Regions from separate parts of the Hordeum vulgare genome. Here region 1 is linked to region 2. A link is a contact called in public Hi-C data. All regions are on one chromosome and are shown on one strand. The core of a region is the stretch at or near the end of the contact, and the rest is flanking DNA. Distances in the headings are between cores, read along the strand shown.

Region 1 (3,565 bases), core at 48-2,547, 400 kb after region 2:
AATGGCCGATTCACTGATTAAACCCTTCTCAGCACCCGACCGATATGGTACCAGTTACCGATATCCAAAACATTGATATAGACATATTTTAAATTGTAGATTCACTCATTTTGCTCTGTATGTAGTCTGTATTGGAATCTCTAAAAGGTCTTATACTAAGGAACGGAGGGAGCACATGCTAAAAAGAATTGAGCAGTTATAAACTTATTCCTCAGGGAAGGACACGATGCGGCCTCACAAATTTTGAAAGAAAAATTTATGAGGGGCAAAAAAAGATATATCATTTGAAGTGAACTGAACCCATTTTAGAAAAAAAGAAAGAAACTTGGGGAGGGGATGGTAGGTAAAGGTGGACTGGGAAATAGTGTAGGAACAATCGAAAAAGTCTGGACGGGATATAAAGTTGAATGAATCACAACAATGATTAAGATGACAGTGGCACAAGCTTACGTCACAACAGTTTAGCTGTCTATTACTTTTGCAAACACCCAAATGCATCCCTGAGTACCATTGATGAGATTTCCTTTTATTTCTGGCAATGCACTGGTATTCAACTTGTAAAAGTAAACACAGTACATCAAAATACCTCAAAATTTATCAGAAACGTATCAGGAAAAGAGATATCCATCACTTACTCTGGTTACGATCTGCAATACGATATTCCTTTTTCCATGCATGCCTACCCTTGTACATAGAACCATCATGGTGGCTGCTTTTAGGAAATATAGCCATAGGACATACACCGTCAACGGGGCAACCAGGCATCTGTGCATCCCAGCCTTTTACTCCACTGCTGCGGGCCATGCTGCGAGATCCATGAGGAAATCTATCACCAAAGAGCATAAAAGGCCAATATCAGCATCTGACACAATAAGATGGTACCATCAGTCATGATTGAAATCGTGACGTTAAGCTTGAAATCCATTTCTATTTCTTTCGGCATCATTTTCTCTGTTTTGGGATAATCAAGATCCATAAGTATAGCAGACAATAAAGGTGCAAACTTTAGCACCAGAACAAGGAAACACACCTGCAAACACGACGAGCGGCTGGATTATGAGGCAAAACTCGTCGGAGCGGCCACCAGCTAGGCAGAGTAGAGGTCGTGAAAGAGAGGAGTGACCGCAAAGGGGAGGAGAGGCGGTGCATTGCGGAGGGAGAAGTGGCACCGTCAGAGCGTCGGAGGAGAGGAAGAATCGAGCGTAGGATCTGCATCTGAGTGCGAACAGCAAGCCGCTCAGCACGCGGGCGGGACGCGTTGCAGAAGGTAGAGATTGGCCCGCTGCCGCAGCCGCCGGCTAGATGACGAAGAAGAGGGGCGTGCGGAGGAGGGGAAGGCCGCGCTCTTAAAAGCCAGATGGCAAACTCTCCAGCAATTTTCCAAATTCTAAGCCCAAGTCCGCCCGTATAAAAAGGGAGGTCCTATATGGCGCCTTAAGCGCCGGTTAGGCAAACCGGCGCCTGCAGAGCTCCTTCTCGTGGACCGGCCCATGTTGAATCTGTTGGTCCTTAAAAATCGAAAAGAAGTTCATAGAATTTTAAAAAATCAGATTTGCGAAAAAAAATCAATGACTATAAAAAAAATAGTTCACCGATTTTTGAAATATGTTTATATATTTTCAGAAAGTTCGCTGAATTTGAAAATGAAATTATTGATTTTCAAAACAAAATCATCAGTTTATAGAAACAGTTCACTAATTTTGAAAAAAGTTCATGAACTTTCCAATATGTTCTCCGATTTTCAAAAAAGTTCATCGATTTAAAAAAACATCAATTTTTGAAATTTCATCGATTTTCAAAAAACTTCACGGGCTAAAACACAAATCTGATCTCTAAACGGGCTGGCCAATGCGGAGCGCTGCAGGCGCCGGTTAGCAAAATTTACCTTTAACCGACGCCTGTAGCGCTAAATAGGGTTTCCCGTTTAAAAAGCTTGAAGCCCTGCTGCACTTGAAAGACGGCACTATATAACCACAAACCATGTATCTCGGGCCACATTGGGTTTCAGGCCGGGCTCTTAAAAGCCCAACAACAAACTCTCCACCATTTTTCCAAATTTTAAGCCCAAGTCCGCCCATTTAAAAAGCCCGAAGCCCGGCTGCGCTTGAAGGACACCACTATATAACCACAAACCATGTATCTCGCATAGCGCGAGTCCTTAGCTTCTTTTTTGAAATCACTAATTGAGGAGTATTCTTTTTAAAGATTAGTTTCATTTCCAGGTTGTGACAAGTATCGCACTGCATGTGTGTCACTTGTCGCGACCTGAGAGTTTTTCCCCTTTTTATAGATTCATATTTTTCAAAACATTTTATCTTCTAAACCGTGCGTCCAAATCTCGAATTGTTTTTACTGTTGGCTTCCTCACGTCGAGATCTTCAAAACAAATTTTCATGTTGATAGGTCTTGATGGAAAAAAAATCACGAAAAACAAGACGAAAAAAAATAAAAAAACCATGTCTCTCGCAAAAACAAACAAAAAATACGTTTCTTCCTTTTCGAGAGGCACGGTCATGCCTCCCGCGGAAGCAAAACCATGTCTCTCAAAAAAAATAAAAAATAAAAACACGTTTTTTTCCTTTTCGAGAGGCACGACTGTGTGCCTCTCGCGAAAGCAAAACCGTGTCTCTCACGAAAATAAAACAGAAAACATGTGTTTCCTTTCTAAGAGGCACAGCCATGCCTCTCGCAAAAAAACAAAACAACGTGTTTTTTCCTTTCTGAGAGGCATGGTCGTGCCTCTCGCGGAAGCAAAATCGTGCCTCTCGTGAAAAGAAAAGAGAAGATACATTTTTTCACGCAAAACAATAAAATGATTTTTTTAACGTTCAAAAGCTAAGAAAGACCGATGAAAAACCGAAACACCAAGAAACCGGAAAATATCAATCTAAAAAGACGAAAACGCATACGAAATATTTTTCAAATAAAACACTCACAACGCGACATATGACGATGGCTGAGAAGGTGCCAAATAACGGCGCCTGGGAGTGATCGTTGGGAGGATTTCGAGGAAGGGCTTCCTAATTAGTTGCTCTCCTTCTTCTCTCGCCTAAAGGACTTCTTCTCTTGTATAGCAACTCAAACGACCTGTTTATCCTTTTTTCACAAGCTTCAAATGATGAGGCACGGACTAACGAGATGTTAATTCATGCATGTAGATGGCCCGATCTTTCACGACGATGCTTGATCAATAATTCGTCCCCGATGTTCTTTCTTGCAACCTCCAATAACAAACTCTATTCATGTGCACGATCAGTACACGAACAAAGATAATAACCCCCTCGGATCAGCACATAGGCGTTGATGTGACGATCAACCCTTCATCGCTAGCAATTTTCCACGATGGGAAATCACAGATAATACACACGATATGACCATCCCTGACTTGGATGTTTTCCGTATTTCATAACTCAGAATAATACTCAAAGCTAATCCATACAGAAGGTGTACGGAAGAAGAAAAGATAAGGTGGGGCAAAATCTCACTAAGATTTTTTTTATGCGAATCAAAAAAGTCAATACATGCTAGCAATGCACACTACAAACAATAACCAAATCTTCTATTT
Region 2 (3,759 bases), core at 299-2,798:
AACTATGGACAAGACTAGTCACCTCAGAAGCTTATCTCTCGTCTCTCGGCAAAGAACTTTCCAACTGTACATAGTTCCTGTGATAATAGGGCGAGCCACACTCCACTATCAGCACCTTCTTCGGCTGAAATGTTCCCTTCCCAATCAGTCATGGCAGTCTTTACCCAGCCAGGACAGAAACAGTTAATGTAAATCTTTTGGCCTTCAGACCTGTCAGAAAGCCTCCTTGCCATGAGTCTTGTATACACATTAACAGCAAGCTTTGATACGGAATAGTCCGTGTACATCTGAGGCCACTCAATGGAGGACCAACTATTTTGCTTCACTTGTTCAAGGAATTTGGTGACCATCCCATCAATCAATTCCTCAGATAAACAATCGTCACTTAATAGTTGCTCTCTTAGGCTTGCATCACCGATTTTCTGATGGGTTAGAAAAGAGAAAAAACAAGTCAAGGATCATTCAGAATGGGTCACTTGGGAAAAAAAAAAGTTAATGACGAAACTTACATTGCGTCTGCCATTAGCCCTACCAAGCCTTGAGCTCACATTCACTATCCGGGCACCATACGGAGAAGGTTTCAATAATGGTAGCATGGCTTCAATCATGCGCTTTGTACCAAAATAATTTGTCTGGATAACTTGCTCAGCAAATTCAACAGAATTATCTGCTCCTCTGTTGAAGTTTACACCTGCATTGTTAACCTGTAGCTGGGTAACCAAAGATATCCAGAGAAACATCTGACAGTATAAGCACCACTTATTGCATACTTAATAAGGCATTGGTTTTGACTCTGTTTACTTTGTGGAGAACCTATAATCCATATCCGAGCACTTCACATGTTTGAAATAAAATACAGTACTCATTGTTATACTGCACATGTAGAAACATTTTTGCTGGGCTGCCAAATATTCAGAACTCTATGCATGACTGCTTAAGCAACATAATTTCCAGCAGCTCCACTAGTCAAATGGATAACAAAATTGAGTAACACCTGGAACTAAAATCGCTGCCGTGTGTTGGATTGTCCAAACTGAGATCGAAAGTGAAGAGGCTTGGTAGCAAATAAAACGAATTGAAGTGTTTAACAGTGCTATAGACTATAGAAGAAGCATGGCAGTTGACTGATCACATGGCGAGAAGCACGGGTGCTCACAAGGATATGGATGCCGCCGTGGGTCCGCGCCGTCCAGGCGGCGAAGGCCTCCACCGACGCGGCGTCCGCCACGTCGAGCTGCCGCCACTCCGCGCCCGCCTCCTCGGCCTCCCGGAGGATCCTCTCCGCGGCGTCCCGGCCCCGCGCGGCGTCGCGCGAGGCGAGGACGACGTGGAGGCCGTGGCGCGCGAGCTGGCGGGAGATCTCGTAGCCGATGCCGCGGCTGGCCCCCGTCACCACCGCCACGGCGCGGGCCGGCGCAAGGCCGTCCCACCACCGCTGGTGGGGCTCGTAGGGTACGGCGCGGAGGAGCGTGACCTCCCGCCGCCGCTCCTCCCGGCGCTCCCTCGCCGCCGCCTTGCCCTTCTTCCCCATCTGTCTCCTTCTATACTGCGCTCGCCGGAATCGAACTCAGATCTTTTTTTTCTTCAGAGAGAAGAATGGAACTCCGATACTCCTGCGCATGGCCCAAAAAGAGTCAAGCCCAATATAAAAAGAGCATATAAGAGTCCATGGGCTTATATAAGGTGGGCCGTTTGCCTTGCGAGCTGAAATGATTGTTTTTGAAGCTCTCGCAAAAAAAGTGATTGTTTTCGATGGCCATCTCAAACAAAAAAGATGCCAGCTCAAATTTATCCAAAAAAAAGGAGACGGTCGCTCAAATATTAATAAAAAATGTCAGAGAAAAATTGATAAACATTCAAAAAAAAAAGGATGTGGTAAATATATTCCATGAAGGTGGCACCATATACCACTGGGTAGCATGTTCCTTTCGAAAAGGTACATTTTTTCCGGTAATTCAAGTGTGGTTCTGAGCACATCTACACCCAATGAACAGAAAATTCAAAACAAAATAGTAGAATAACTAATTAAATTCTGAACTTTGACATCGAAGATGATCGAGTGATGTTTGGACTACGACAATCTCTAGGGAAAAAGAGACAAAATAGAACCCAAAGAGTGTACTTTTTAAAAGTTTTTCAAAACTAAAATTTGTCCTTTTTGCTGCGATCGCCTCGAATGTCCAAACATCACGAATTTTTGCACGCACATAACACATTCAATCATTTTGGTTGCCAAAAAAAATAGTTTTTATTTTATTTTAAACGATTTAGTGTTCACGCCGAGGTGCATCTGCAGCTGGGCACCGAATCGCCGCTTCCATTTTTTCTGCTCTTCCCTCACACTAGAGGCTAACGTGTTTTTGTTGGGCCATGTTCTTCACTCGTCGTATTACCTCTTCTATCTTTAGCAGGTTAATGTGGTTCGTGTTGTTTCATTTAATTTTTTATCTTTTTTTAGAAAAGGAGGTTCAAAACCCCGGCCTCTGCATCAATCGATGCATACGGTCATTTTAATTTTCATTTAATCTTTATCTATGTTGGCTTGGATTTTAATTATGTTATGCGGTATTTTTTCTTATTTGTATATCGTGTTGCACTGATGTTGAAAATCATACTTGTTTCAAGAGAAGAGTGGAGTTGTTAGGAGTGTGGTTGTGGAGTCTTTACGCATTTTGATCTTGGTGTAAGACGATGGTGGTTCTGTGAGCCCCTTGGGAGCTCTTATGCCAGGTTGAAACCATGAAGTTGATGCAACAACACTCACATGGACCAGGACATGAAGCTCTCACTCACTCGGCCCAGCTCCCTACTCCGCTCGCTCGTCTATCTATTTTGTTCCGCTCGCTCCGCTAGCTTAGGAAAAACCAGATATCGTATTTATTGTTTGAGTGAGTTTAAATCAAAAGAAGTTCCCTTCTTTTTTATTTTTTTAATAGTTGTACATTAGAAAACACAACTAAAATATATTGTTCAATTTAGAAAATATTCATGTGTTTAAATAATCTTCACAAATTTTAAAAATCCACAGACTTAAAATGTTTCATGAATGTAAACAATATTCATTAATTCTAAAAATCTTCATGATTTTTGATAAATATTCATGAATTAATAAATATAATAAGGATGCAAAAGGAAAAGGCACGGAAAAACCAAAAGGAAACTACATAAAGTGAGACACCACCCATCAAATCGAAAAGAAGTAGAGTTATTATGTAAGCACATAGTAGCAAACTGTGTATATTCTCCAATTCACCATACAAACTCGTGCCTAGTTGCAGGAGTCGATTGACACGAAGTACAGTTGATATTATTCATACGTGAGAGGGTCCGTACGGGCCAGGTTGCGCGTGAAGTGAATGCATTATGCATGCCGTGCGTGTACGTTTGATACGGATCGAGGTTGCGTATAGACTATAGTTGATCATTGGCCGGCCGGATGGATTGACCGGGAATCAGAGCGCCTGGGTGGAGCAGTCGGTGGCGCAGAAGACGGCGGTGTTGGTGCAGCCGAGGAAGCAGATGGGCAGGGTCCCTCCGGCGGCCGTGTCGTAGCAGTCCAGGAGGCACGAGGCGACCGTCGTCCCACACACGCCCACGCACTGCGTCAGCCCCGCCGGCCGGGCCCGACCGCCGGCGGCGGGAGCAGCGTTCATCTCGTAGCCAGCACCGGCGGCCGCGGCGGCGCCGGTGGCCACCAGCGCCAGCAGCAGGAGTAACGCCGCGGCGGCTGCCGTCGTCGTCGTCGCGCCGGTGCGTGCC

The links. A called contact is a pair of places that touch in the nucleus more often than the background predicts.
Region 1: a contact with region 2 is called in a Hi-C map of seedling, with 2.0 times the contacts expected there. The contact joins the promoter of LOC123445326 here to the promoter of LOC123445324 in region 2. A contact is called at or near these places in 2 of 6 Hi-C or Micro-C datasets (leaf and seedling) and 1 of 1 datasets of contacts at active chromatin or transcription factors (embryo).

What each region holds. Positions count from the first base shown.
Region 1 is chr3H:581,240,458-581,244,022 of MorexV3_pseudomolecules_assembly, forward strand. It overlaps LOC123445326, which reads right to left and starts at 1,298. Exons shown (of 4, transcript XM_045122293.1): 1 at 1,031-1,298; 2 at 636-826. The coding sequence starts at 1,215.
Region 2 is chr3H:580,836,582-580,840,340 of MorexV3_pseudomolecules_assembly, forward strand. It overlaps LOC123445324 (carbonyl reductase [NADPH] 1-like), which reads right to left and starts at 1,549. Exons shown (of 4, transcript XM_045122288.1): 1 at 1,157-1,549; 2 at 510-704; 3 at 23-422. The coding sequence starts at 1,531. The coding sequence ends at 24.